5 separate regions of the Mus musculus genome follow, and regions 2, 3, 4 and 5 are each linked to region 1. A link is a contact called in public HiChIP or PLAC-seq and promoter capture Hi-C data. All regions are on one chromosome and are shown on one strand. Each heading gives the region's core, a stretch centred on a gene start, on an enhancer-like site or on the middle of the called end of the contact. The rest is flanking DNA. Distances are from core to core; before and after follow the strand shown. Region 1 holds the start of Ckap2 (cytoskeleton associated protein 2). Region 2 holds the start of Nkx6-3 (NK6 homeobox 3). Region 3 holds the start of Kat6a (K(lysine) acetyltransferase 6A). Region 4 holds the start of Plat (plasminogen activator, tissue). Region 5 holds the start of Ikbkb (inhibitor of kappaB kinase beta).

The links. Promoter capture Hi-C pulls out the DNA fragments that hold promoters and counts their contacts. HiChIP or PLAC-seq counts read pairs in DNA pulled down with a chosen protein or histone mark. Capture Hi-C pulls out chosen DNA fragments and counts their contacts.
Region 2: a promoter capture Hi-C map of adipose tissue shows a contact between it and region 1. The contact joins the promoter of Nkx6-3 here to the promoter of Ckap2 in region 1. A contact is called at or near these places in 2 of 39 promoter capture datasets (embryonic stem cells and stem cell-derived epiblast-like cells), 2 of 115 datasets of contacts at active chromatin or transcription factors (large pre-B cells and pancreatic cancer cells) and 1 of 9 other capture datasets (adipose tissue).
Region 3: a contact with region 1 is called in a promoter capture Hi-C map of pre-B cells, with 2.6 times the contacts expected there. The contact joins the promoter of Kat6a here to the promoter of Ckap2 in region 1. A contact is called at or near these places in 11 of 39 promoter capture datasets (the C10 cell line, the HPC-7 cell line, HPC-7-derived erythroid cells and 7 more), 2 of 484 Hi-C or Micro-C datasets (both in embryonic stem cells), 4 of 115 datasets of contacts at active chromatin or transcription factors (bone marrow-derived macrophages, large pre-B cells, memory CD8 T cells and 1 more) and 1 of 9 other capture datasets (liver).
Region 4: an H3K27ac HiChIP or PLAC-seq map of extraembryonic endoderm stem cells shows a contact between it and region 1, with 3 times the contacts expected there. The contact joins the promoter of Plat here to the promoter of Ckap2 in region 1. A contact is called at or near these places in 2 of 39 promoter capture datasets (cranial neural crest and embryonic stem cells) and 2 of 115 datasets of contacts at active chromatin or transcription factors (extraembryonic endoderm stem cells and large pre-B cells).
Region 5: a promoter capture Hi-C map of pre-B cells shows a contact between it and region 1. The contact joins the promoter of Ikbkb here to the promoter of Ckap2 in region 1. A contact is called at or near these places in 4 of 39 promoter capture datasets (the HPC-7 cell line, cranial neural crest, embryonic stem cells and 1 more).

Annotation. Positions count from the first base shown.
Region 1 is chr8:22,182,305-22,188,195 of GRCm38.p6, reverse strand. It overlaps Ckap2 (cytoskeleton associated protein 2), which reads left to right and starts at 2,377. Exons shown (of 9, transcript NM_001004140.2): 1 at 2,377-2,512. The coding sequence starts at 2,404. Gm29878 (a long non-coding RNA gene) reads right to left here and starts at 2,168. Exons shown (of 2, transcript XR_378798.3): 1 at 2,117-2,168; 2 at 1,044-1,111.
Region 2 is chr8:23,149,749-23,155,639 of GRCm38.p6, reverse strand. It overlaps Nkx6-3 (NK6 homeobox 3), which reads right to left and starts at 2,369. Exons shown (of 3, transcript NM_029002.2): 1 at 1,671-2,369. The coding sequence starts at 2,055. Ank1 (ankyrin 1, erythroid) reads right to left here. Exons shown (of 44, transcript NM_001110783.3): 44 at 5,143-5,891.
Region 3 is chr8:22,855,851-22,861,741 of GRCm38.p6, reverse strand. It overlaps Kat6a (K(lysine) acetyltransferase 6A), which reads right to left and starts at 2,196. Exons shown (of 18, transcript NM_001081149.2): 1 at 2,110-2,196; 2 at 140-225. It overlaps Gm46036 (a long non-coding RNA gene), which reads left to right and starts at 1,303. Exons shown (of 3, transcript XR_001778526.2): 1 at 1,303-1,488.
Region 4 is chr8:22,754,798-22,760,688 of GRCm38.p6, reverse strand. It overlaps Plat (plasminogen activator, tissue), which reads right to left and starts at 2,967. Exons shown (of 14, transcript NM_008872.3): 1 at 2,861-2,967.
Region 5 is chr8:22,702,874-22,708,764 of GRCm38.p6, reverse strand. It overlaps Ikbkb (inhibitor of kappaB kinase beta), which reads left to right and starts at 2,182. Exons shown (of 22, transcript NM_001159774.1): 1 at 2,182-2,295; 2 at 2,561-2,683. The coding sequence starts at 2,579.

The DNA of each region.
Region 1 (5,891 bases), core at 1,128-3,627:
TAAAAAGGAGAGCCGTTTGCCTGTGGCTTCTCCGGAGGTTGGTAAAGGTACACTAAAATAGGATATTTCAAGAGAAGAAAGAAAGGAAGGAAGGAAGGAAGGAAGGAAGGAAGGAAGGAAGGAAGGAAGGAAGGAAGGTAACCCTATGGCAGAGTTGGGACTGTAGTTCAGAGGTAGAGCACCTGTTCTTAAGTCTCTGCATTCCAACACTGGAACTGAAGGAAAAAAAAAAAAACATTAGCAAAGTATCTGAGGAAAAGAAAGGAAAAGAGCAGGAGAAAAGCTGATCACTGCTGAGAGCCAGCTGGGGAGACCCTCTGGCCTGAGTAATAGGTAGTAGACATTGTAAAATGAATTATGCATTCTAGCTAGCCCATATTAAAGACACGAAGTCCTGGTATTTTATTTCCAAGCTGTAAGCCTAGACTGGGCAGGTTTTGGAGCTGTTCTACCTCACATCCCCAGCCACTTGTCCCTTGTCACTTGCTGTTTCCCATGGCCATGCACTCGTGGGCCATTCCCCTCAAGGCAGCTTATTCCTCCCTTTGTCTCCTTTCTCCTTCTCTTGGTCTCTCCTGAGACCCCCCCTCACTGGGTCCCCACAACCTCCTGCCTTTCTCTCTCTACAACTCAATCACAGGCTCTAGTCTTTTATTAACTTTAAATTGGGGAGCAAGATTTACATAGCTTCTCTGGGTGTACAGTTAGGGGGCAACCAGACCCAGACCATCCTCCAGTTGTTCTCCCTCACTTAAACAAACAAACAAACAAACAAACAAACAAACAAAACAAGGCGTCTAACATGATGTCAGGTGTCCTAAGGTCTGAGGTGGGGGTTGGGATAGGGGCAAGGGGTGGCTATTTAATGGGTTACAGATAGCTCAAGATAGGTTGTATCTGGGCCCTGGTCCTGCAACATCCCAAGCTCTCCACAACCTTTGAGGTTCCAATCAGTTAATCAGTTTGAAGATGTAGCTTTTTTCCTAGAAATATGTTTCACACATGTCATTTTTCTGAGGGAGTACAGCAATGAACCACCACTGTTAGCATGTCTGGGTTTTATGTTGGTGACATGTTTAAATGATGGGCGTCAAAGGTTAAGGCAGCATGCCTAAAAAGACAAACATAGACAAATTGTTCAACAGGAGTTGGTTTTGTTAGCATTCTGTCTAAGCTCCGCCCCACAGTTACCTGGCAATAGCCAGGCTTGCCTGACTCACTATGAGAGGGGCTGCTTGCTACCTCTGCCCTCTTCCCTCCTTTGCTCTCTCTTGTCTTCTTGCTCCTGCTCTGTCCTCTCACCCCTACTCCCCCTTGTCTACATGTGCTCTCAGCCAGCCTCTATTCCTCAACTCTCTCTGCCTTTCTCTGTCTCTAATACCCTTTTAACTCCCTTCCCCATTCCCTGAGTAAACTCTATTCTATACTATACCCATGGGCCTGCGGGGGCACCCCATACCTGACTACACATCCACCAAAACATATTCCTTCTTTCCTTTATCTTTTTATAACACACAATAGGTTTAACTTCACAGAATTATATCCTGCCTTGAAAGAGCAGAGGGTTATATCCTCAGTTTTCTTTTTCTTCTGTCTCCTACACTTGTTTGCATTTCACAAATGCATATATAAATGCACAGAAAGGGCTGGGCATAGAGTTGTAATCTTAGCACTCAGGAGGTCAAGGAAGACTGCAAGTGAGTTCTAGGCCAGCCTGTGCTACGTAGCAAGATTTTCAATAAAATAACAGCACAAAGGTAGATCTCAACTTAAGATTTTGTTTGCAAAGTCGGGCAAGTGGTGGCACACGCCTTTAATCCCAGCATTTGGGAGACAGAGGCAGGTGGATTTCTGAGTTCGAGGCCAGCCTGGTCTACAGAGTGAGTCCCAGGGCAGCCAGTGCTATACAGAGAAACCCTGTCTTGAAAAACCGAAAAAAGAAAAAAAAAAAAAAAGGTTTTGTTTGCAAGCTGTGCAAACACGAGACACCTAACATCTGAGCTCATCATCTCGCTTGCGAGGTATAATCGCAACCTAATTCTGTTAAGCAGCTCCAAAGATCATTCGGGAACTTGTCCTCAGGGAAAGCAATGAGCCTTATCCCTAAGGAGCGCACCAGCATTTGACAGGTGCAGTCACTGCGGTCCTTTGGCTTCCTCTGGGCTGTGTCTGAAGACATGTCCTGACTTGTCAAGCCTGGTCCTGCTATATCCTGAGGATTCAACAAGCCCGCTCCAACGGCGTCATCCATCCAGTTGGGAGAGCTTTGTTCGATTTTGAAATTTCTCGCCGGCTGCCAAGTCTCTGGATTCTGGGACGGCCCCGCCCCTCGCCTGGGCCCCGCCCCTCCGCGCTCATTGGTCCGTTCAATCCACGCCGGCGCCGAGGCGCGCTCATTAAGCGATGGCAGAGTCCAGGAAACGCTTCCTTGGCAGGGCTGCGAGGAATCCCTTGCCGGTGACCCGGGACCTGCAGCTGCCCCCGACCAGGCGAGACCAGCCGGCCTTCCGAGGTGAGCGATGGCACGGGGCCTCGGCCGCTAACTCTCTCTGAGAGCCCAGGCCGCTGCCGAGGGTAGCGCGTGGCTCGGCTCCTGCCGGGGCCAGCGGTTTATCTTCGGGGTCTGAGGGCGGGGGCGGGGCTGCCCGGACCCCCGACTGCGCCTGCGCGCGCGCTCGCTAGCTCCCGGGTTCTCCTATCTCTGTGCTTGGAACGTGGAGGTGAGGCTGGGACTGTTTGCATGATGTCCTGGACGTTTTGGAAAAATGGAGTTGAATGGTCTGCAGCAAGAATGTGGAAAACTTATGTAAGTTGGTCAGAATTTGGCGACTGGTATCAGATCTCTCTACACAGTTGTTTCTGGAACCCTATATTGAAATGTGTTCCCTGCAATTTTCACTCGATTAGGACATTTGATGCTATTTATTTATTTATTTATTTATTTGGGAGGATGAACCTCAGAGCTTTGTATACGCTAGGCAAGTATTCTATCATTGAGCACAAGCTAGAGTCCTGAGAGGAGGGAACCTAAACTGAGAAGATGTTTCCACAAGATCAGGCAGGCTGTAGGCCAGCCTGTAGGGCATCTTCTTAATTAGAGATTGATGGGAGAGGGAGGGCCCCGCCCATTGTGGGCGGTGCCACCCCTGGGCTAGTGGTCTTGAGTGCTATTTAAAAACAAAAACAAACAAACCAGGCAGAGCAAGCCTTGTAGCTACACTTCTTCATGGCACCAAGTTCCTGCCCTAACTGCTTTTGATGATGAGCTAACTGTACTATGGAGATATTAGTAAATGAACCCATTCTTCCCCAAGTTGCCTTTGGTGAGAGTGTTTTCATCACAGTAATAGTAAGCCTAAAACAGCACCTTGCATGTAATTTCTGATTCATGGGATCATTTGTCTAAATTGAGAAATCTCCTATTGTGTTGTTATAGGAATAATCTCTTTTCCCAGGGAGGAGACACTCCACACCCTTAGTGGTTACTCTTTAAAGCTCTTTAGTAGAAGTTGTTCGCTCTGGCTAGCACCCAAGGAAGAGCCAGCCCTGAATACGAGACTTCATTGGCTTTTTAAACACTTTAGACTGGTGCTTTCTTGTCGCTTTGGTTTTTGTTGTTGTTTTGAGACAGGGTTTCTCTGTAGCTCTAGCTGCCTGGAACTTGATCTGTAGACCAGGCTGGCCTTGAACTCAAGAATGTCTGCCTCTGCTTCCTGGGGTAGGCTTGTGCATTTTACACTACTCTCATCCTTAAATCTCTTTTAGATCCCAGCCCCAGGTTACACTTTGAACAATTTAAACAGAAAAAAAAGGTCACTGGCAATAATTCTGACATCTTTGCTGTGTCGACCTCCCACCTGACCAAGTGGCCAGACTTAATGATAGTCCCGCATCTCTGGGAGGAGGCTTTCCTGGTCTGGTGTGCAAGCCAGGAGACAGGAGCAGTAGACTCTGGCGAGTCTTATCCTTATTTGGTAATGAGGTTATTGTGCAGCTTACTGTGACCACTCTCACAGGAGGTCCCATCAAACCTGACGTGCAAGTGTCTGGTCAGCTTAACCCATTTTACTTACCTGAACATTTAATTCTCCCTAACCAGTTTGCTTGGTTTTTAAATGTACCTATTTTGAACAGTATTTTATATTAAACTGCCTTTGCATTGCCCATTCAAGTTTAATTTTGAAAATATATTACAGAAGATTGTATAATGTGGGATATAAATTGGTCTCTCCCTCCCATCTTGTCTCTGTAAATGAATTATATTTGTACTTAGTGTGACTACAAACACAATTCTGGACACATAAAATATATGTTTAATTACTTTCTTATTTTTTATTTTACTTTGAGACAGCCTTTCTACATAGCCCTGAATGTCCTAATCCACTATGCAGATCAGGCTCGCCTTGAATTTACAAACCTCCACCTGCCTCTGCCCCCAGCACTATGATTAAAGACATACGTTATCACCCCAGATTACCTTTGTTTTAACAGTTTATAATACATTGGCAACTCTCACAAGATTAGGGTTTTGTAAGCTAAGGTGATTTATCTCTGGTAAGATTTCTGAGCCTTAAAAATAACAGTTTCTGGCCGGGCGGTGGTGGCGCACGCCTTTAATCCCAGCACTTGGAGGCAGAGGCAGGCAGATTTCTGAGTTCGAGGCCAGCCTGGTCTACAGAGTGAGTTTCAGGACAGCCAGAGCTACACAGAGAAACCCTGTCTCGAAAAACAAACAAACAAACAAACAAACAAACAAACAAAAGACAGTTTCTGAACTGAAGCTCTTTTAAATACTAAGGTAATACACTTTATATGATAAGTTCAGTCCATGGAGAAACTGGGAACTTCATTATCCTGTATAGTATAGTTTTACAAAGTCTAAGTCAATTTGTAAGATCTTTTATATCAAGTAGCTTATTTTATCACAAGTGTAATTATAGCGGAGAACTGGAGGATTGGTTGTCCCAAGGAGACCTAAGAATAACAAGTGTACACTTAATTCTGACCACAGTTTCTCCAGATGTTTAAAGCTTAACAAAGTTAGCAGAGACACACAGGACAAGACATGCGTGTCTCAGTCAGCTTTTGTTACCCTGTATCCACAGGAGCAGTCACTGTAACCCTTGAGTATACTGTCTAAGCCATCCTCTACAAGGCCCCTTGAACATAGTCAGACCTACTCTGACTTCGCTTTAAGCTTTTATGGTTTTGTCTCTCTTTTTTTTTTAATCTGATTTATTCTATCTAAAAGAATTTAACCTTTTATTGTCTCACTGATCCTGAGAAAGACTTAGAAAGAGCAAGAATCTTGAATGAGAGAACATTCTGTATAAATGAGAACAAACCGGCGGGTAGAGGACTCAGAGAGCTGAACTTCCAGGATTGTAGTTTTAGATGGTAAACTATTTTTATAGTCCCAGAAACGTGCAGCTATCTTAACCTTTACGTATGAATCACCTTGACCAAACAATTTAAACACTGTAAACATCCAGCTGGGCGTGGTGGTACACACCTTTAGGCAGAGGCTGGCAGGCTAGCCTGGTCTAGCAAGAGAGTTCCAGGATAGCCAGAGCTACGCAAAAAAACCCTGTATTGAAAAGAAACAAGCAAAAAATTAAATAACCATAACAAATAAATTTATCATTTGCTATAAGAAATTTTCCTAAAAGAGGTGTATGTATGTGTGTGTGTATCTGTTTTCCCCTGGGCTTCTACCCACTAAGTATAGCAACTTTCCCAAGCTACATAAGTCCCCCCCTGACCTCCCAGTTTTTCCCAGTCCTTATACACAATCTCTAGAAACCTTGAGGCCTCATGCAGTTGGGCCTGGATACTCAGGAGAGGGTACACTGGCCTTGCCTGTCTCCTCCTTGTAGGGATATTAACATTTA
Region 2 (5,891 bases), core at 1,120-3,619, 970 kb before region 1:
TGATACCTTCCAGCTGGCAACCAGACCTCCGGGGCCTCTGAATTCCTCCCCACTTCCTTTCTCTGAGCCCCCAGCTTTCCGGGCCCATTGAAAAAGCACAGAAGTGAAGGCTTCTAGCTCCAGTTCCTCGTCCGTGTGCTGCATTCCTCGCAGCCAGCCTGGAAGCCCGTCCTCCCTCAGACCTCCTGGAATCTATCATACAGCCTGGTTTTGGAGCACCAGAGTCATCTAGAGAGCCCGGAGACCCCCCAACTCAGTCACGAAGGAGCTTGAGTCTCAAAGTAAGCAGAGTACCCAAGTGCTGGGTTCCCCTGAAACTCATGTGCTCTGCTCTCGTGTCATAGGCAGGGGACTTCAGCTCAGAAGAGGCAAAGGACCTCCTAATACAGTGGTTCTCAGCCTTCCTAACGCTGCGACCCTTTGATGCATGTTGTAGTGACCCCCTCCCTCCAACCATAAAATTATTTTGCTGCTACTTCATAACTGTGAATTTGCTACTGGTACAAATTGGAAATATCTGACATGCAGGATCTCTGATATGTGACCCCCCCCCCATGAAAGGGTCATTCAGTCCCCAAAGGGGTCACGACCCACAGGTGTAGAACCACTATCCTAAAAGATATTTTTCTTTACTCTTGTGTTAAACTGACCACTGTTTTTCCTGGCTATTTTCTAGTGTGTGTATGCATTCAAGATGGAGGGGTGGGTCAGGATGGGGGAGTGTAGGGTGGAGGTGTGGGAGAGACAGCATGAGCTTATAGTACCCCAAACTATAGGTCCCAAGAGATGAGGAAGGTGACTGTCATTCAGGCACAGACATGGAGGACAAGAGTTTTGAGGGTTTCCATCATTGATTCCAAATCCCTTATGCAGTGTGGGAGATAGAGATTAAACAGAAGGAGAGGGGGCTTTGCCTCTGTCCCTGACACATGTTTATCTCACCCGGAGCTTTAGTGGCTCAAGGAGAACCCTGGAAGTCACTGCCACTCTCTCCCAGTATGCCCCACTGGCACATGCCCCGGGCACTTCCTGGATCCCTGATTGGCATAATACCCACCCCCTCCACTCCAGTTCTCAGAAACCTGAGTCTCAGGGATGGGTGGGGTAAGCCCCCCCCCCCCCCGCCCCGCTCCCTAGCAGTCAGGGCCAAGGTCATCTTAGCGCTCTGGTTCTGCCATTGCTGACATGAACGGGGGAACAGGAAGGTGGGTGATGGGCCCTGGATGGGACCCCAGTGGGTTTTTGGAACAATCCTATATAACATTGGGCTCTTAGGGATACGATACTAAATTCATTAAGTTTTCTTCACCAGGGTAGCACTGTGCCTCACTGTGTGAAGGGGCGCCATGTCTCCGGGCAGAAGCGAACTTAAGCTACGTGCTGCATATGGTGGGATGGACTGTGATCGTGGGGCCTGGAGAACCCAAGGTCCCTTGAAGGGCAAGAAGTGACTGTGGGTCCAGACACCTGTGCTAGGTAGAAGTAGGGAGGAGGGAGAAGGGTGGGGTTCAGTTCTGCTGTGAGCTGAGAAAAGGGACCAGGAATTGGCAGGGCTGTGTAATAGCGGCTGAGGTTAGGTAGGTCGCGTGCAGCCCGGCCTTTAAAAGACCCCCCCCCTCCTGCCTTCTCCCCGGGACAGGTTGGGCTGGGGGTGAAGGCCCTGTACTCACTGTTGCTGCATGGCCGAGCGCTGCCTCTCCAGTCCTGGCCTGTGTCTGCCCAGCAGTTCCGGGTCCGGGTCGGGTACTCATTTCCAGCCTTGGAAAAGCTCCCCACCTGGGGGCCATAGTAGACGCCCTGGGAGCTGAGTCCACCAAAGCCTGCCACGTGGGGGTAGCCAGAGAGGAGGCTGCTGTTCGGGGTGGCAACCGGTCTGCTCAGGATGTCAGTGATTCCATGGGGAGTCCCAGCCGCCAGCTGGGGGCCAAGTCCCGGAGGGCTGAGCTTGTAGAAAGAGTTCTGCACCGAGTACTGGCACATGGGAGCCTTCATTTCTGAGAACTGGGCCAGCTGTGTGTTGTTCAGGAGGAAGGTCCCCTGCAGGTTGGACTCCATGGTCTCCAGGTCAGCGAATCGGTGGTCCAGGAACCCTTAAAGGCCAGCACTTCAAATGGTGGCCCAGAACCTCATGACAGGTTTGGAGAATCAGAGCCCCCCATCCCACCCCGAGCCTCAGACTGCCCTCTGGCTCGGCCCTTCCTCAGAGATGGGGCACCTACGTCAGCCCTCTGGCAAGTCAGGTGTCCAGAGAAGGTGGGCGGCCTTCCTCTTTCCCTCTCTGCCCGCTGGGCCTAAGGAGGGGTGCTTTCCATACTCAGAGCACCCGGTTTCTCTGCCTCTGAGTCTGGGGGCCCTCCATCAGAAGTTTTAAGTTCAGAGAGGGGACATTTCCTTGATAAAGATATGGCCCATTAGAATACAGACCTGAGACTGGCTGAGCTGCAAGCGCTGTGTCGCCATTGGTTGGAGACCACATGGGCCTCACATTGGCTTCTCCTAGACAAATTGCACTTTGAAAGATTGACTGTAAATCAGCCAGTCCGTGTGTGTGTGTGTGTGTGTGTGTGTGTGCATGTGTGTGTGCTCATGTGCGTGTGTGAAAGAATTAGCTCTAGGCGCCCTGAGCCTGGTCACAGGCTCCATTTGCTTACCCAAGTCCAGTATCTAAGAAAAGGTGGGCGCCTGGAGGTAGGGACTGGAGGCTCCTGCGGAAGTCAGAGAGAGAGAGAGAGAGAGAGAGAGAGAGGCTCAGAGGTCACAGTCCCAAGCTGCCCCTGTCGGAATGAATGTGACGCTTTGAGGTAACATACAGCTGCTTCCCTTTCTCCTGGGTAAGTGGGGAGACTGAGCAATCACTATTCTCTGGGGGAATGCAAGTCTCTGGCCTTGAGACCACGGGGTGGGAAACGTCTTGCTTAGGGAGTGGGCCGTGGAACAGCTCTGGGAGTTGCAGGGGTGTGGGGGGTCAGAAGGCATTCCACTGAAGAATGGTGGTTCCTGTTTCTCCCAGCCAGCCTTTCTTGGTCTCTTGAGTAGTCTGGCTGGCTGTGTCCTGGGTGAAGTCTCTTTCTCTCCTGTGAGCAGCCCTGGGCTCCTGAGGCAGAGACCTAAGCAGGGCAGTCGGGCTGAGGCTTGGGGCTACACTGACTATAAGGACGCCACCATTCGCTTTGTTTCTGAGGAATTTTTGCAATCTGATGATTCTTGTGGGTACCGTCTCTCAGTTGATAACGGGGAAACAGAGGCACAGAGGAATCAGGGCTTGCCTGCCAGGCTAGTCTCTAAATTCTTTCCTGAAGTCACCTGAAGTGTGAAATGGCAGGTGCAAGGTGATTGGCTATCTAAATGACTTCTTCCTGACCAGGCCACTGGGGCTTTGGGGAACACACTGTCTTGTGTTTGGAGGGATCTGTGTTTTCACAGGTGAGAGACAGAGCCTTTTCTTTGTTAGCTTTGTTTGAGGCAGAGGTCTGAGGTAGAGAAAGCTGGCTTGCTGTGGAGAATTTGACTGTAATGTAAGCAATACTTTCCGTGCCATGGGTGATTTAGGTGAGGATCAGATAGAAAAGCTTTTACGCAGGGCAAGATGACCTTCCTACAGGTTGGGCTATTTTTTTGAAGACCTTTAAAATTAAGAGTCTCAGTGTGTGTGTGTGTGCGCTCTCTCTCTCTCTCTCTCTCTCTCTCTCTCTCTCTCTCTCTCTCTCTCTCTTTCTCTCTCTCTCTCCATCCAAGAAGTCTAGAAAAGGATGATGAATCCCTTGAGGCTGGAGTTACAGGCAATTATGAGCCCTTGACAGGAACCAAACTCAGATTTCTTGGTGCCATCTCTTTGGCCTGAGGAAAAAAATTGTTTTGTTTTTATTTTTATTTTTCCACCATCCAAAAAGGGGCTGTATTTTGGAGTCAACTTCTAATTTATAACAAGTTTTACTTTCAAAACCAAATCAACAGGCCAACACATTGTAATCCACCTGGAGGACTTAGGTGTGCCACTGAGCGAGGAGTGAGTCTGCTCGCAGCAGGAATTCCTTCTCCCACCCTCGGGACTGGACTTCGCTTTTTGGAGTGGTTTCAGCCACTAAGCCATCAACAGGAATGGGTTCTGTTTTCTTTAATCACCTCTTTACAGTGTGCCTTCAACTGATTTTAGTTCTCAGCGACTCTCTGAGATGTTCTCTTTCTCCAGTCTCTATTAACTTTTGATTGATAGCCCCCCCCCCCCACCCCTTTCTGTGTAGCTCTGTTCATCTTTGGCTGTCTGGACTTAGGAACTCCCCCCCCCCCCCCCACACACACAAAAAAGTTAGTAACTTTTGTTTTTGTTTTTGTTTTTTGGGTTTTTGTTTTGTTTTGTTGTTGTTTTTAGTTAGTAACAGTTTATGTTAGGTTTATGTTAGACCAGGCCATGTGTCAACTATTCCAGATTCCCAGACTTGCCACCCAACCAAGGCAGTTGTGGTTCTGGAAGTGTTTTTAAAACCCTCTGGGGGAATACAAATGCAGGGTCGAGTTGCTGGCCTTTCAGTGCATGAGACACTGGCGTGGGGCTGGGGAGCACCAGCAATGTTAGGGACAAAGATTTGGTCATTCTGTAATAATGAGAAGTTAGGAAGGTCATTTGCTGCAAATGATTCGACTCTTATTTAATGCTATAGCTGATGAGGGGTCATCGTGTGGTAACCTCAAGTGACAAATGCCAGAGGCTGCTGAAACTGTTTCCTCTATTCTTCATCTGACAAAGGAGGAAACAACAACACCGCCACCGATTTGGGACCCCAGCTTTGCATAAAGTGTTGGAAACTAATTCAAACAGGGACCACTTGCTATCTCAGTGAGTGCAGAACTCTGACACCGCCCCCTGCTGAAAGTCAGCAGCCTGCCTGTTCTCAGGTTCTCTGGTTTGTAGGGTCCCCTCCGACCCGACCCCTTCTGTCGTGATAGCCAGGTGGTCAGCTTTTTCTGGGATGGCACTGATTACGGGGCTTTCCAGGATCTGGGCATTGGTGGACCCCTTCTTGGAGCAGAGTGTCTTCTGATGCTACTCAACAGACCCCATCCCACCCCCAAACCAGGCAATCTATACTCCCCCCAGCACCTCGAACTCCCAAAGATGAGCCAAGAAGAAGCGATGGAGACCAGTGCCATGAGTCCGTTTCTTTATTAATTTGACATTTGTTTAGCTGGTGTAGGGAGAATGGTCTATACATCAGAGTAGGGTGGGCTGGTCTCTCTCAGTAACAGAGCATGTGAGAGAGCCAAGACATAGTTCATTTTTTTTCATAACAATTAAAAAAATCAAGGTCATTTCAAAACTTCTAAAAAGCGTCTAAGGTGCAGACTGCAGCATTCTCTAGGCATCAAGTGGAGACCCCAAACTCCTCCTAAAACAGCTCCTACTAGCAACGGGAGCGCGCAGCCATGCCGCCGAGGGCGGGGGGGCGGCGTGCCAAGCAGCCAAGCCAGACCGAGCGGAGGGTGCCAAAGCGGAGTCGGGCCGCGCAGGGCGCTAAGAGCCGCTACTGGGCGGAGGGTGCGGGGCGAGGCGGGGCGACCCCGCGCCCGTGCTCGCCCGCCCTCCCGGGGCCGCCGCCCCTCCTCCCTACCCCCAGGAAAGCTAGCCGCGCCCGTGGACCACAGCATCCCCCAACCCGCGCACTGGCCCGGGGCTAGAGCGCGCGCGGGCTGGAGTCCCCGGGAGGGCCTCCAGGGCGTGGGGGTACGGGCATGAAGGGGCGTCTGTGCTACTTGGAAGGTTTTTATTGTGTCCCGACGACACCCCGAGGAGCGGCAGGCGAGGAAGGTGACCGCCGTCCACCAGTGGCTCTGGGAGAGCGAGAAGAGCCTGCCAGTCTCTCTCCTGGCCCTAGGGGGCGCCGCCCGGGCATGGC
Region 3 (5,891 bases), core at 947-3,446, 670 kb before region 1:
CTGGAAACCACGGGAATAAAAACAGAAGGAGAAGAAGCTGAGTAGTTAAAGTAAAATGAGGAACTAAAGATGTCTACAAACGACCTCAGCCGTAACTAACCGGAGGAGTGCTAGTTAGTCCTCCGCAATCTGTGCTCACCAGTCTAGGGGGTCAACTCGTCCTCCACATTGTCCCCAAGAAACTATTCAGCACTTCAACAAGTATCTGGATTAGTAGGAAGAATCCTGCAACAAAAGCAAAAGTGGATCAGCTTTCAAAATTCCAGTGGATAGGAAACAGACAGTAAGCTCTGCAGAAACCACTAACAGCAATCTGATCAGTTCCTACACGAAAGAAAATAAACCTGCTTCACACACCACAATACGGAGAGTAATGCAAACGAAAACAGCTTAGTGTCAAAGTGTGTAAGGAATTTCATTCAAACTTTCACCAATACCCATACACTGAAGGAAATGACAACTGTCAAACATAATCTACAGATAAACTAGAAATAAGAAAGGCCTAGAATCATTTGGATCAAATGCAGATACATGTAAAATCGTACAATACAGAAAACAAGTAACTGCCTATGATCTGATAAAAATGTAAATTTGAGATTGCTATCTCAGAATGTACATTAGTCAATAAAACAAAAACAAATATACTACTACCTCTGAACTTGTTCCTCCAAAACTAAGTGTAACTTTGAACTTCTCATGTTTTGGAGCACGTGTACAATATAAACACAGCAAAAAAGGGGCGGGGGCACCCCTTCAGCAACTATTCCCAACAGTGTGCAGGCAAACGGGAGACTAATACATGAGGAATGAAATAGTACTAGTAAGAAAAAAAGCATTAGCACCCGGGGCCAAAATGTATTTCAAAATTAGCTAACTAAAAGAAGTACCCCCCTCCCCAGGAGGGGTGCTTCATATTAGTGGAGGTTTTACGAGGACAAACATCAGAATTATTACCCAAGGGATGTTTCTGATATAGACACTAACTTTAAAGTAACCAGGACTAAGACCTAAGAAGGTGGGAACACCCTATGTGGCTGAGTTTTCAGGTGAAAAAGAATGAATGACAGTCACACATTGTCTTTCCGGCCGGAAGTTTCCCCAATCTGCGAGTCTGCACAAACCAACGCTCTGAAGATCTGAACCCTAACTCTCAGAAAGTACACTCGCGAGCTAGAAAGAAAGACCAGCCGGGCTCGCAAAGCCCTTCCCGCTCTCTCTCCCAACCCAAAACACATCTGCGCGCGCCCTCGATTTAAAGCCCAAGGAACTTTAAAAAAAACTTGAAGCGGCAGAGCCCCGCAGTTTGCCAGCGGACCGCTTCGCCGGTCCCATTCTATGGAAACACAGCCCGGAGAGTAAGTTAACAATGAAATCACGTGGAGTTAGGAGCATAGTAAGCTCTAGCCCCAGCTCCTCCGAGCTCTTCGCTCCAAGGGGTCGGCTCAGAAGAGCAGCAAGGGGGACACCGGCTGTGACGGAGCCTGACAGGTAGGGCAGGTCCGGCCCAAAGTCGCGGAGCTCTTGACAGGCAAGCCCGCCGCCACCCGTCCCGGCTAGGGGCTGACAGTCCGACAGACACAACACCACACGTGCTGCCTGCTCCAGACCACTGCACCCACCAGGCTGTCACCCTGCACCGCTCAACCCCGCTCGGATCTCCGCGCACTCCGCACAGCCCGGAGTGCGCGCCCGCCCGGCGCCGGGAGCGGCGGGAGCGGCGGGCGGGCGGGCGGACGGACGGCGGGCGCGCCCCCGAGGGAGAGCGGGCGAGCCCGCACAGCAGCCCCAGGCTCCGCGGCCTGGCTGCTCGGCGCCAGGGAGCCCCGGCTCCCGGAGTGGGCCGCCGGCGGAGCTAGGGCGGCGGCGGCGGCGGGCCCGTCGGCGCGAGCCCGGAGGGCGGGCGCGGGCCGGGCCGCGGAGTCGGACGCGAGGGGGCGGCCGCGGCGCCCAGCCCGAGGCCTGGCGCAGAGCAGCGGGGAGGCGGCGCAGGCCGCGGCGGGGCCTGCAAGCGGCCCGCCGTCCCCGCGAGGCGCCGAAGCAGACTCCGGGGCGGCCTAGCCTCGGGCTCGGCAGCTGGGAGCGACCGGGGGCGGCCCCTCGGCTCCTTACCTGGGGGGAAGACAGCCGGGATCCCGGGGGCCCGGGCCGGACCGCGGAGATGCCCCAAACTGACACGGCCGCCATCTTGGAGACAGTGAGCTCCGACTGGGGGGAGGGGAGGCCAAGCGGCGGAACAGCCGCGGGGGGAGGGGAGCGTCGCGAGGGAACGGCTGCCTGGGGAGGGAGCGGGAACAGCCTGCGCGGGCGGGCGGGAGGGAGGGAGCGGAGGAGCGCGGGAGGGGGGCGGCCGGTAGCTGGAAGAGCCGGCTCGTCGCCGGGAAGGGCCGGAGGGCGGGGCCACGGGGGGCGGGGTGGAGGGAGCCGCTGGGCGGGTCACGTGGGGCGGGTACAAAAGGCCGAAGCCCGGGTGGAAGCGGGAGTTGGCCGGGCTGGAGGCCAACAGCTGGGGGCGTCCCCTCCTCCTTTCTCACGCGCAGCGATCGGGCAGAATGGCGAGGCCACAGGCGGAAGGTGCACCCGGATTATACAGCCCGGGAAACTTGGAGCGGGCGGGCGGGCGGGCGGGCGGGCGGGCGGGCGCTTGGGTGGGGCGGCTTCGGCGCGACGCCGAAACCTCGGAGCTAGGAAGCTCGGAGCTCCCGGCGCGCGGCGTCCGCCCGGGTTCCCAGGCCCTTGTTAGCGCCCGGGGGCGTGCACCCGCGGCTGCCTTGCAGGGTCGGGGACACACACACACACACACACACACAGTGGCTTCGGGAGCTCCGTGGCTGGGCGGGGGAACGCGGGTGGCAGGAGTTCCTTCTTTTGCCTTCGCCTTTCTGCTCACTCTGCACTCCAGCTGCTCATCCCCCCGTGGTTCAAAGAATAGTCTGGCTAGAAAGGGGAGAGGGCACGAAGTTGGACACTCCTTGTCAGCCAACAAGATGCCCACCTAGGGCACTTGACTGACCCCCCTGCCCGCAAGTCACTAAACCTTGGAAACATGTTTATAAGAAACACCACCCACCGAGCTCGGTTTCTAGGACTTGGACAAGGTCACACAGCTATTATGGCACGGTTGCTTGTGGAACCTGGGTCTTTCTCTTCTTTTCCTACCCTGTGCAGTTTGATGGCTGAACCGCAGAGACTCTTGGCTAGGGCAAGCCTCTCCGCTACTGGCTACCTGTTTCTTTGTCTTTGGTCCACTAGAAACTCTTGAGATTGAGTCCCACACACACATACCCCTTCCCTGGAAAGACGTTAAAGCTCAACAGCTTGAGACTTGTATTGCTGCTACCCTTGCACTTGGTTTATGTCCCCTTCCTAGACTGTTAACCCCCCGCCACCTCATTTTATCATAGCTTTACCAAAAAGGAAAAAAACACCTGCTAGTCGCTGCCATAACTTTGATATTACTTTGTTGGTTTTGTGCTTTATTCACTTTACAGTTCAGGTGTAGTCGTAATGCTTTTAGTATATTCCCAGGTTAATGTTCTTCGACAGTGCCATTTGGCATCCCAGCATCTAACCAACATGATGCCAAGGGCTCAAAACAGCGCTTATAGTGAATAAGCATTTGTAAGCGTCTGAGAAATAAGTTTACACCTCACCTCATGTCCTGTCTCCAAACCTCATTCCCTGCTTTCAGATCTGAGTAGCCCTCCTCCACCCTAATTCTTGCCCAGACGACTATGCACACTAGACTGTTGAAACTATTCCATATTAATACTAGCCTGGGAAACTCACGCAAAGGGCCTGCAGTGCCCTATACTGATGTTGATAACAAGCAGTTGTGGAGAGGTTTATTGGATCACCCAAAACCACTTCTCTACAAACCCCAAATTGTATTCCATTACTAGTGGAAGAGAAATTTGAAGACAGGAGGATGACCAAGATCAAGACTCAGTGGACTCCCCATCTCAAGGGAATATGGTAGACAATGTTACGGCAAAGACACATAGTATCATCCACAGGCCTCCAAGAATGGACACACGCATGCACGCACGCACCTGTTTGCTTGTTTGTTTGTTTGTTTTAGATATACATTACTAAAGGGCATACTCAGAGATCTTTATAAGTTTTGCAGCAAAAAAAATCAGTTTTGCAAGTCCACCTGCTGTCCGAAATGGCAGAATTTAGTGTAACTCTGGAGTTGGGGGGGGGGGGTGTTGTTTGTTGATCTTTGAGACAATTCAGACAGCTGAAGATTATTTCCTCTGTCAATCAAAAAAGCTACAGTCCTCATCTTAAAGGGAATAAAAGAGTTTATTCTGGGTCCATTCTAAGTGACTGTGACCCAGGACATAATTTCCTTATTATAACTTGATTGAAACTAACAGTATTATTTTATCACTTAGAAATTCACCAGGTAGAATGTTAAATATCACAGACAATTTTAAAAATCTAATGACAGGAGTATTTAAGAAACCAAAGGTGAAAGCAATGTGCAGTTACTGGGGGCACTCAGGTGTCAGTCAGTTAGACAAGCATCATCCAGCACCTTCAAGTCCTCCTGAATGTGCTCCCAGAAGAGGTGAGCACGTTGGCAGCCTTGGGTTTCCCATCCTGAGAGTGAGCTGGGAGTACCTGACTGCAGTCCTGATCTTTTCATCAGAATGGAGGCTTTGATGTGGTGCCTCTTTTCCTTCTTAGTTGACGAAACCACCTGGTTTTCTTTATCCTTCAGTGAAGACTCTGTGATTCTAATTTTAGTGTCAACGTTAAAAATGCTTTACAAGATATGCTACTTGTTTATCTCATAGACCAAACTGGATGAACAGATTTAAACATTTGTCCATTAAAGCAACTTTCACAATCACTATTTAATTTAGTAGGAATATTCTAAGTAGGTATAACACTCCAAAAAGAATTGTTTGGTATAGTTAATATAATGGATGACTGACTATCTAAAAAGAAAAGGTTTGCACTTAGATCTTAAAATTGTGATATTTAATATTTCTACCTTACCTTGTATATTATGTATGTTGTGTACATATATATATGTGTGTTCCAAAAAAAAAAAAAAAACAACCCACCTCTAGTGTTTTTTCAATTAACTCTGAACTCTATCTACTCTAGCTAGAGATACCCAAAGATTTATGTCAATCCTTTCTGTCCAAAAATTATACCAAAAGCATCAATCTCTAATTACATTTTTGGTGTTTTATACCTTAAGTACTAATGCTTCAAGTATTTAAAATGTCCTATAAAACAGCTAACCAGGATTTAAAAATTAATTGAACCATATTTGGATTTTACTAGTTAAAAATGGAGACATAGTACTACAGTGTCTCCTTCCAAAGTTCATTTTTCAAGAATTTAAATATAAGTGAGATAGCTCATAGAGTACAAAGAACTATAAATGTGAGGGGAAACATAGTCAATCTAATTTTAAATTATGCAAATTTTTGGTATTTTAGCCACATGTGTCCATCATCTGCCTTGGATCCATCAGGCCACACCGTGTCCTTGATGACTTAAGTTTAGATTAGTAGCACTGCCACGTGGCATATGCAGATAAAGAGGGTACAAGAAAAATAACTCATATCTGGATCATGATGGCTAATAGTTTTGATATGGTCTGGGGCTCCTTAATGGCTTTACCAGCCAGCCATCTGTCCTGAAAACTGCAACCGTTCCCCGTCTATATCAGATCTTACGACTGAGCCTTCCTAGCTAGGAAAGACCTTATAATATTTAATAAACAACATGCAGTCCACTCACACAATGTGATCCTGGGTGAGCAGAAAATTGTGACTGAGAACTGGAAAGAAGCTGTGCCTGCAGAGACTGATTGAGTGAAGTGCAGAACACTGGAGAGACGGGAATGTTACAGTGCTAGAGGCTAATAA
Region 4 (5,891 bases), core at 1,718-4,217, 570 kb before region 1:
CTCATCAACAGGACTCAAGTTGTTCGAAGCTACTGATAAAGAAGAGGTACCAAGCTCTTTGGGATGTGTGTGGGGGTGGGGCACGGTCCTCCTGGTCTTCAAGGGTTAATAACGGTTCCTTTTTCCTTGCACATATGACATGATAGAAAGCCCAGGTTCTGCACCAGGGTCAGAGAGCAGTACACACAGGAGCCATTACTTCCTGAATGCAGAGTGATATCTTATATCCCCATCTTCAATCTGTTTTTCTGGTTTGCCTTTTTCAGGACAGTTTTTCCACCCCACAGCAGGGCCTCTGAAACTCTCTGGGCATCTGGAATCAGCACTTGCCACATTTAGCTGCTTCAGTGGAATCATTAAGGTATAAGCTAACAGGATATTTGCTTCCACAGAATAGACTTGCAGTAGAAAAGTCTACAACGTATGGGACCAGTCTATGCCTGCAGTGATCATTTCAGAGGCACAGGGTGGACTCGGGTCTGTTAGGTCAATCCCCAAAGAAAACTCTAGAGGCTTCTCTCTGATGTGTCAGGAGCACTGAACATGAAGAACAGCTGGCCTGTGTTTTCTGAGCTGCTGACACAGCTCTCCTGGACTGTGCCTTTAAACATTCCAGAGAAATTTGTGATACATGACCAGCAATCTGCTTCATTTGTTTTTCCAGTAACCAAGAATTGAGTTCATCTTACCTTGCACTCCTATCTATAAAAGTTAGTCTCCCAGGCATCATGAAAGTAGACAGTTGGGCCAGTATTAAAGATGATGGTACTTGACCAAGGCTTTGTGAATCTCTACCTGTAACTTAACTTTCCTTTCCTTTCCTTTCCTTTCCTTTCCTTTCCTTTCCTTTCCTTTCCTCCTGAAACAGGATCTCACTTATCCCAGGCTAGCCTTGAGCTTCTGATCTTCTTGCCCACATCTCCTGAGCACTAGGGATTACAAGTGTTCACTGTAACACCAAGTTTACCTGGTGCTGGGAATCAGGCCTAAAGACTCTCTGCATTCCACGTGAACACTCTGCCAACTAAGCTGCAGCCCCAACTCCAGCTCCGTCCTCTAGAAATCTGGGTCGTCAGCACCCGACTGGGTTTGAAGTGAGACCTATCCCATGGCCAGCTCAAAGCTGGCCTTCAGTTCTTGGTTTCTGCATTTAGTTGCTTCCTGCAGCATTTTCTGACACCCAAGAGAAAAAAAAAAAAGAAACAAAAAAAGCTATTCTGAGACAATAGATGCACAGCTGCCAGAACTCAGATTGCACTGTTTCAGCTCAGACCACCAAAGGCTCCCACTCACAGAGACCTGGTGTCTCGGGATGTGTGTGAACTTTACACTGTGAATGGCGTTAAGTCTATTAACTGTGGCTGATAAGCCGTGTTTGCAGCCTCCACCATTAGATGGAGGACGAGCACATGTGTTTTCACCTTACAACCCTCACACCAGTCTTTCCAGTCCACGAGCCTGGCAGGCAACTCTGAGTCACTCTCTGGCTTTGGCCGAGCACCCTGCTCAGTGAGCAGTCTTGATGTGTGCAGCTTCAGTCCCCAAAGCCTTAGCGGAAATATAGATGTTCCTCTGCTCCTCCCGGCTGCATCAAGCATCCTGGGTCTGGGAGAGAGCAGGCCAGCTGCTGTAGAACTCACAGGAGACTTTCCAAATAATCTGGGGGTGTCCTGGAAACTCCGTCCTAATCCAGTTGGTCCGGGGTGGGGGGGTGCAGCTAGTACTGCCCCTGCCAGGATACAGGCTGGCTCTCCTAAAAACACTTTAGGTGGATTGAACAGGATGGTCAGAGGGACTGTTTACATTATAGTGTTTCCAGTATCTGGTCTGGGGCTGAATATTATTTAACCCTCACTGGCTGTGCCCACTCTACCTTCCACTGACCTGCATAGATTTGTTCTGGACAGGCCACGTCTGGATCTCAGTGAAAATCCCTAGCTGTATTTTTCTGTAAGTGTACTCCAGTTGTATTTGTGACGCGCTCGCAGGATTGTTAAATATCCACCACCACAACAGACACACGTTTTTTGTATATGCCCCTGCCCCATTATCAGCTGCGGAAGACCACGGCATCATTCTAAGCTGGCCATCAAATTAAAGCATTGCTACTGCTTTTCTTTGCACTGAAGCTTCGTCCTTAGTTATCTTGGAGCGCTGCATACTTTCCTCCCACGCCCACACCATCTCTCCCTCCCCCCACTCCATCCATCCTCCCGCTGTTTCTGTGAGGTTAAGAAAACAAAGGTCCTGAAGGAATCCAGAGAGCCTTTAGACTCTTCCAGCTGCAGCATGAAAAAGCAAACACATCTGTGCTTGATGTCCAAGGGTGAGATTGACTGGAAGAACGGAAGAGAGGATGCGATGAACTCCCGAGAGACGAGAGGTTTTGCATCCTGACTCCCACTAGTAATGAGAGGTTCCTAAAAATCTCAGCTTCTCTCTGCCAGCCTAGTTAATCATGCTGCCCAGGCAAAATGCCCCCTCCTTGATGCCCAGCCTGTTTTTTAGTGTGTTCCTTGGTCAGAAGGTAGCCATACAACTCTGGCTTCTCAGCTCAGGAAGGCAGCTGAATCTAGTTACTGCCCGTTAGTGCTGCTCCCATTGTCTGTTGAAAGAACCGGAGTCATTCTGTTTGCTTTCTCCCCTGTGCAAGCAAAACTTCTGCAAGAGACACCTCTCTCCCATTCTCTCCCTCTCACCTCAGCTTACCCAGGGTCATTGCAAAGAACCCTGGATGATGCTGGCTGGTCCTCTGTCTGTGCTTCCATTAAGCATCCCTTCACTGGCTCAGTTTGCCCCCAAAGACTTTAAAGGGACAGAAGAAGAGTCAGCTGTTAGATACCGGCAGAAATTAACTTACCGAGAGTGCTTGCTTCTTTCCCACTCTTGCAGGGGCCTCTCCTTGACGCTGAGCTCTTGAGTTCCTGCAGGCTCTGTCTCCCTGAACAGCTCCAGCCAATTTGAAGGATGAAGAAGGGGTGGGGCCAGAGGTGTGGGCGGGGTTTCTCCTCTGCTGGTGGGTGGACTGAGGAGCCAATGGAGCAGCCGGTGTCTCTAAGGAGGGGGAGGAAGTGCGCGCGGAGGAGCACAGCCAGTCTTGGCTTGCCGCCAGTTTGATTATTCACCGTACTGATGTCATCGAATCACAGGAATTTTCAGAGTTGGAGGGGACTTAAGACTCATCCTGTTTTAAAACCCCGGTCTCAAAGGCCTAAAAGGAACTGTAAGGATCTGCTGCTCTAAGCTCCTGTCTTGACCCATGAGTTTATAGTTCTAAACAGCCCCGCCCAGTTGGGGATGGGGGAGAGGTCTTCTGGAATTTGAAGCAACTACCCCTCAGGACACGTGGGCAATTAATTGGCCGGGCAGATGATGATAAGCTGGGTTGGGTGTGACTGGAGATAGAACGCACATGACTTTTGGTGCGCTCCCTACCTCTGACCTGCTCTCCTAGACTGAGGTGCTTCTCTGCGGCATCTCAGCAGAGATCTCTCAGAGAATTGAGAAAAGTGGGGAAATGGGCAGGTCTCTCAGCCTCAGCACCCTGAAATTCTATCCTAAGCCATCCTTCTTCTAAGCCCCACACCCCGGAGGCAGACAATAAAAGCTCCTGAAAACTACTATTCTGATGACCCTTTCACAACCTACCAAAGCCTCGGCAGTCTCGGGGCACCAGGTCACCCAAAATTCCAGTTTAGTCTTCATCTGCAGCTGCTTGCACATCAGAGGGGTGGGCGAGTGGCCTCTGTCAATCTCGGCTGGCGTGGAGCTGAGAGGAGGGTTTCTCAGTAATCACAGGTGCCCTGAGTTTTGCTAAATGCACACTCCCCTCCATAAACACACACACACACACACACACACACACACACACACACACACATCCTCCGAAACCCCAGCTTTTGTGTTTCTACCACCTGTGAGTCTGTTTCCCCTGTCAGACTCCGGGGGGTGGGGGTGGGGGGGGGTGGGAAGCAAGACTGAAGAGCCAGAAATACAAATGGGAAGCTGATACCATAACAATGGGAACTTTGATTTTAGTCAAAGGATTGCAGGGGGGTGGGGTGGGGGGAGTGAAAATAAATCTTAATGATATCACATCCTGGGAAACTTGCCTAGGAGCCCTTTGCTCCAAAGGGCTCCAAGTACAATAACTTGGGGGCAGATGGATAAGAAAATGAAGTGCTGAAGAAAGAGTTCCTAAGGCTAGCTTCTGCAATGGGGGTCCTCTCTGTAGTGTGTGTCACCTGTGGGGGCAGAGAGTTGGCTTAATGATCCCTTTGTTGGGGGCAATGGAAGTGGACAGCTGACGAGGTATCAGGACAAAAACCATGATGAGAAAACTAATTAAGAAGTGATGTGATTCCCAGGATAGCCCAAGGAAAGAGAAGTGGGCAAGAAGCTGACAACACAGCTATTAACCAGGAGGCAGGTGCTCTGTGTACAGACTAAAAGCATCTCCTTTAAAAGGGGATCAGCTTTTAAGGACAAATGAGGTAAATATCCAGATGGCATTATTGGGAATACACTGCTGGGATGTAGGGACTCCTCATGCATGCCATGGCTGGTCCTGCCCTGAAATTAGACCCTATTAAGGCCCAAGGCTCATAGACCTGCATCTCCCTGCCCCATTTCTCCCCGAGGACACAGGGATGGGCTATTAACAAATGCTGAGGTGGTGAGGGACTTTTCTTTGTGAGGGACTTGACCAGAGGACACCCCTCATCTCATACTTCTGGAAGTTACCCCAGTTGAATTCACTGTTTAGTTCTCCAGGCTAGACCCATGGAATTGTTTCCTTTGTCTGTTCTCAGTCTAGAGTTAACAGACGTTCGCTCATATCCGCTTAGAAGTAGTAAAGGCAGCATATACTGTCCAGGCCTTCATCTGCACTGGAGACTTACACTGGCTAGCTGGACCAGGTGGGTGAATTGCAGGCTCATGCACTCCCTGAGGAAAAAAATGGATAGGACAAAGCAAAGTCCTCTTGGAGATGGTGATAGCTATGAAGAATCGCTTACCAGACTGTACAAGAGGGATTTGCACTATTCTAACAAATCGTTCGAAGTGATGAAAATGAAAAGTTAAAAATCAGGCAATTCTCCTGGAGCAGACTTCTGAAATTTTAACCTAATAACAATAAGTTTTAAAATTCCACACATGATTATAAAACCTTGGGTTCTGTTTGTTTGTTTGTTTGCTTGCTTGCTTGTTTTGGAACTATGTAACTCAGGCTGACCTTGAACTCCAAGAATGCACCATCCAGAAGCCTGGTCTAAACCATTGTTTTGATCATGTGACACTGAAGATAATTTAGATGCTCAAAAATAGAGGAGTATTGGCATTCGACATATCAGCATAGTACAGTATTGTATGGTCTGAGGATGATTGATACCACAGTTATATAGACATACCAAAATTAGGAATATCACCTTGCCCCTAAGTGTGATGTAAATTCTATAAACCCCACAAGGATGAGTAGATAAAGATTAAAACACAGCATTAGGGCTCGATTGCTGTAGCAACGGATGGATTTTTCTTTTCAGTTTCTTTCATGGTACCTGCATACCACTCTGAGAAAAAGAAAGTGACTTCATACCAGATGCAGGCACATCTGGATATGCCCAGCTCATGAATCTTACACCAGCATGAGGAAGCAGCAGCTGTCCATACAGGCAGGTTCCAATGACAGAAATGTGCTTTTAGTGACTTACCATGGTCTTGCTCCGGAATCTATTCAACTTCTTTCCAAACAGATTGTATTTTCAGTCAGTTCCTTGGTGGTAGGAATCAAGTTCCTTAGGTTGATCTGTTTTGAATCTTCAAACTAGGATTTCCTTTCTTTGGGCCCACTGCCACCTCATTGAGCTTCCAATCCAGCGGCTAGTCACCCA
Region 5 (5,891 bases), core at 933-3,432, 520 kb before region 1:
GGACCTAATGGGAAAGGGAGTTTCAGTTTCAGATCAACCTGGGCTTCACAGCAAGACTGCCTCAGAACCAGAATGCAGCTGCCTGTGCCAGCTCTCCCAAAGGTAACCCAAACCAAGGAGAAATGGCTCTTCTGTGTGGCAACCTGTCACTAACTAAACGCAGTTGTGAATGAGACCTCCTTACAAGAGGGCATGTTTACAGAGGCTGGTTCCGTCTGCAGCACTGTGGAAGGATTGGAATGTTACAGAGGCTAATTACCTCATCTGGAACACCCATTGCTACCCCACCTCTGTGTCAGAGCTGACGTTCTGTGGCTAAGAGATTAAAACGAAAACCCAGCTTTTGAAATCTATTAACTTGGTGGGCTAACACCTTCCAAACACTCAACCCAAAGCTAAGAGTGTCATCCGAGAACATCTGATGATTCACAGACTAGCTTCCCCCATCTTGCTATAATCATCTCTCTGAGGTCTCCATTGATGCATTTCAAACTTACCTTGATTTAGTCCTTAAAACTGTACAACGTCTTAAAACTTCTTCCATGTTGGAACATTATATTCATACATGCTTCAGAATAAACTATGATCTTTTTATTCCTTTGAGGAGGTGAGAGCTGTTTCTTTGGATGATACAGTGTACCCTTGATTCCCACTTCCACTTGTATTTGTGTCAAGTACAGGAATCTTTTACCTCAAAATAGGAAGTGAAATAACTACAAGGTTATTGCAGTTGTCCTGACTGGAATGGAGGCTAAAGAGTCTCCTGAGCTCCTCTTTCTGACTTTTAAACTGCCGACATAACAGACCCCGAGAAACTGTAATCTCCCCCAGGAACATCATCTGAGGCCACGTGGGAACCCGTGTAAGAAAGCTGTGACTGTCCCGTGAGCTGTGGTTGGGGCAGAGTGCAGAATGTTCTTCCACAAGTGGCCTTCTAGAAATAATTGCAAACCCCATAAAAAGTGGATGCTCTCAAAAGGGGCGACATGAAGGGTATGGCTTGGGATGTCCACGTTCTCTCTGTGGGAAGGGTGGGGTCCTGGGAGGAATATTCTTGGCTTTTTCCCACAGGTGCAAGGATGATAAGACATAATACCAAGTGTTTTTTCACTTGCTGTTCTTGTATTTGCTTAAGCTCTCTGTAAACATCATCTCATGTTTTGCTTGCTTTAATAATAAAAGAGTGAGAAGTTCTTTATTTGCTCTATTCTTGAGTTCAAACGCTTAGAGTCCCCAGGTTATCCCACAAAGATCTTTGGCTTTCAATCCAGGGAGACTTTGTTAGCCTTGCTGGTCGCTGTCCGCTGCTGGGTTCGGATCTAAAAAGCCAGTAAATGTCAGAAGCCTGGAGCCACTGTGCCACCTTCAGAGGAGCAGAGATTTCACACCGTCTGACAAACGCCACATCATAGGAGAAACTGGAGCCTAGACAACGATGGTGGACCAGAACATATATTGAGCATGACTACTTAGTTATGTATACCACTTGCCTTCCACTTAAACCCAAACCTCATGGCAGGACCCCAAAATTAGACTTGGATCGGCAGAGGTATGGGTGAGAGAGATTAGATCGCTGTCTTTCCCCAATGTAGTCACATTGAATAAACCTCTTTTTCTCCTTTCCATTGGTAATTGTATCGTGAATTAGGCTATGGGAGGTGAGCGGCTGAACCTGGCTTGTTAGAGGCAGGGGTGGATGCTGGTAGGCGTGTGGGGTGTCCTGGTGGAGAAGACAATACCCAGCCTCTTGACCTAATAACTAGTAATTTCTTTATGCTCCCAGTGCTCAAACTCCATTTTTGATAGACAGTGCTAGTTTTTTGTTTTGTCTCTGTACTCTTCCCTCTCCTCCCTTCCTCTTTGAGGGGGATGGTGGTGTGTTACTTTCTGAGGAGCATCAGGATGGTTGATTATTCTTAATACTGAACCAGGAGCGGTGGGAGGACAGGGAGGCAATTCTTAGGACAGCCTCTAAGTCAGCACTAGTCGGGGCTCGGCAGATTCTCCCCTTATTAACTGCCTAGCCAGTCGGATCAAGCTCAGCCTAAAAAGTGCCAGGGTGAAGAAGAGCTCTCCAAGCCGCCAGGTCCTGCGCCGCCAGGTCCAGCACCTTGGCTGGCTGTGGCTGCGTCTCCGAGAGCCAGTGGCTCGCGCGTCCCCTTTAAGAGCCGTCTAGTACCCGTGACGTCAGGGCAGGAAGTGTTTGAGGAAGTGGCGCTGGGCTGGCTGCGTGGGGACCCCGAGTTTTCATGTCCTCAGCGGGTGTCGCTGGCGGCCCCGCGGCCCCCGGGGCAGGTGAGTCCCACGCGAGGGCGGCTCGCGGCGCGTGGACCGGCTCACCCGGGTGTGCGCTCCGCCTCTCCCCGGGGTCCGTGGCTGCGCCGCGCCCGATGCTGAGCGGACCCACCGGTGGGCCCGGCCGCCGCAACTTTTATTTGTTAACTACACCGGTGTCCTAGCCTCCCCTTGCAGGGCAGCAGCCACTGCTGCTCCCAGTTGCTTCTTGAGCTCCAGTGTTCTTCTTACTCTCAACTTGTCCTCTCTCCCTGCTTGCTTCTAGAGTTAGCAGGGCATCGATATGAGCTGGTCACCGTCCCTCCCAACCCAGACATGTGGAGCCTGGGAAATGAAAGAACGCCTGGGGACCGGGGGATTTGGAAACGTCATCCGGTGGCACAATCAGGTAGGGCTCTGGCACCAGGAAGGTGGGTGAGCTTTCTTGGCGCCTCTTCTGACCTGGCCCGGTGTGAATGGGTGGATCCCTGCCTAACCTTGGCGTTGTCCAATGGGAGCGTAAGAAAAAGGACTGCAAAGGGGATCTGTGAGCTGCTAAACTGACTCTTTTTAAAAAACCTTAATAACCATGCCACTTAGAAGGACACATGAGGGAGTAAGCTGTCATTCCAAGTATTTTGAAATTATATTTCTACTAATATTTAGACTAGCACGTAATACATTACATTGTGATAAATGTTGTAGAATACAGGCAGTGTTAAAAAGATGAGAGCAATAAAAAACATTTTAAATAACTTTATTTAAAATATTTTAGGTAGTTGATAACCCCAAGGTTTTTCTCTTCTCTTTCTTTCTCTCTTTCTTTCTTTCTTTCTTTCTTTCTTTCTTTCTTTCTTTTCCATGTGCCGCCATATAATGCTGAGTGATGTGGACTGATTTCATTTTTGGATCTAATTTTTATTCCTATTATTTTAGTCCTTATGTGTCTGATGTGCGTTGCTCATGTTAAAAGTTTGTGTTCTTCCAAAAAAAATTTGGGGGAGGGGGCTGGCAGTAAGTACGCTGAGATTCTTGGCAGGACTCTCTCTAGCTCGGCTGTTTACTGTGGGAGACTTATTTTATCCGATTTGGGTAATGAGTTCATCACAGTGCCTCAGGAGCACACAGTACTTGTGATGTTTCCGCTAAAGAGTACTTACTAACCTCAGGATACTTGAGTATCAGACGTGATGTGTGACTATCAAACTTGGGGGTCATGGCCTGTGCCCTAAGCTGAGTCCTCAATAAGCCAATTAAAATAGGCAAATTAATAGTGGAAAGCAAGGGATTCATTCACTGAGGTCACATTAGGAAGAAGGACAGACAGATCCCCCCCCACCAAGTCCATCTCCATGATCCTAAAATTAGGTTAAGGTCTAAATAGAACGCCAAGGATACTCACATCTAAGCAGTACTGTGGTCCAGCCTACCACTGGCCTGGTTTTGTCATCCTGTGAGATTTTTCTGAGAATGTGTTAGAAATCTGTAACCCAGAAGACAATTTCCCCCTCTGGCTGGGAGCTTTTTCTCTCCCAACATGAAATTTCTGGGGAATTTCCCATCTCTCTGGCATCCAATGTTTAAAAGTATCTCTTTAGAATATCTTCATTTCTGCCAGACCAGTTACTCAACCTCCTGATAGACCCCGCGGGGAGTGCTGTCTGGAGGCCTATTTTTCTATTTTAGGATTCCAGTGTTGGTCAACAGTTGGAAAACATACCAAAACGAGAGGCCACCCTTCTAGGGAATCCTTCCTAAAGAGCTAAAATCAAGGTCTTGACTCAGATTGAGTGGTCCAGGTGAGAGACCAGCCAGGTTGATCGTGGTGATGACAGGGAGAAATAGGCAGACTGAAGAGATATTTAGGGGTTAGTGTGAACAGGACTTGGGTGGATAGAGAGGGCAGGGGCTGGAGTTGGGGAGGAGTACTGGCTGAAGAACCCGCCTGCTTAAACCTGGACATCCTCTGCTGTCTTCATGGACTGATCTCGGGGAAGCCTGGGGGCTGCTTTGGGTGCATAAAAGCAATCTTTAACCCACATCTAAGATCAGAAGATGCTGCATGTCTTCTGTTGGACACGCCTCTGTTCCGGGCCTCTGGATGGATGCAGCTAAAATATGCTAGTTGTACTTGGCGCCAGACATCCCCTTGCTACTTCATACACTGTCTCTTGTCTATAGGCATGAGAATATTTGTAGCTGTCACAGAGAAGTTCCTTGAGAGGCCCTGAGTCAGAAACGTGGCCCAAGAACCAGGATCACTGATGTAAATACATTACATGCCGAGATCGGGCTAGGTTTCTTACATGCTGGGTCTGTTTGGCGTTACCATGAGCTGCGTATCATCCTTACCTTTCTTACATGCTTTCATACCAGGGTCAACAGCTTTAATTTCTGTTTTATAACTGAGGAATTGGAAGCACAGGGGAGTTAGGTAATATATTGAAAGAAGCCATGCTTTTAACACATCTATTCCGATCCAGATGCTACACCCGCACTGTGGCTTCTTCTAGATGGAACTAGAGTTTAGGACACATCCTGCATATAACCGGCTATTTTGTAGGTACTATTTGGTTCTTCGCAACCAACCCAAGCCATTTTGAAGCACCAAGGAAAAACTAAGGGATACTCAAATGTAGCAGATGACGCTACTGCAACTCCCTGGGTTCCAGATACACACAGTGTGGCCTTGTCAGTCTTTGTTGCCTAGGTGCACCCCTAAATCTCACTGAAGGCTCAGTGCAAACCGTTTGTGCTTCGGGTAGGCTACTGTTTGCAGCAGACCTTGAGAGACAAAGAGAGAGGAAAAAGATACAACTCCGGGGACCTCAGCCTCCAGCTCCTTTTGAGGGTAGACAGGGGAAGGAGCCACACACTCTCCCCACCACATAGCACTTGGTTGGAATCCTTACTGTCACCTTGCTAATTCATGCATTTGGGTCACAACTTCTCGTTGAATGCATAAATAGACCCTCATTGTGACAGGAAGTACACCGTGGAAACATCCCAGGATCCTTTGCAACTATTACGTCATCAGTGTGCTCTAATAGGAAAGAGCCTGGCAAACCTGGGGAATCCGTGCTGGGAAATAGAGACCATGCTGGTTGTTAGAAGGCAAGGGGTTATCAGTTATTCTTCCTGTGAAGTAGCGCTAAGCTTTTCTGTAAGACTAAGGTCACTTCCGTTTGCAGTGTGGTCTTGGAACTCAGTTCCCAGTGAGGACTTATTACGAATGGGCCTGAGCTCCGTGCAGGCAAATGAAGAGATGACACCAACCTTTATTTGTTTTTACCTACATTGAATGAATTCTTAAAGCTATGACTAAACCGATAGTCATAAAGATATGCTCATGTGTAAAAATACTAATAACTAATGCTCATCAAGAATCCTTATCAATTGCCTGCTGCGTGAGGCAACAACACCTTTAACCTGTGTGCCCACCCGGGAGGCAGAGGCAGGCCAACCTTCGTGAGTTCGAGGCCAACCTGGTCTACAGAGATAGTTCCACCATAGCCAGGGCTCCATAGCGAGATCCTGTCTCAAAACAAAAACAAACAAAGTCCAAAGCAGGTGCTGGCTGTGACAGGTACTCTGTCCCTATTTTCCTGCTTCATCAG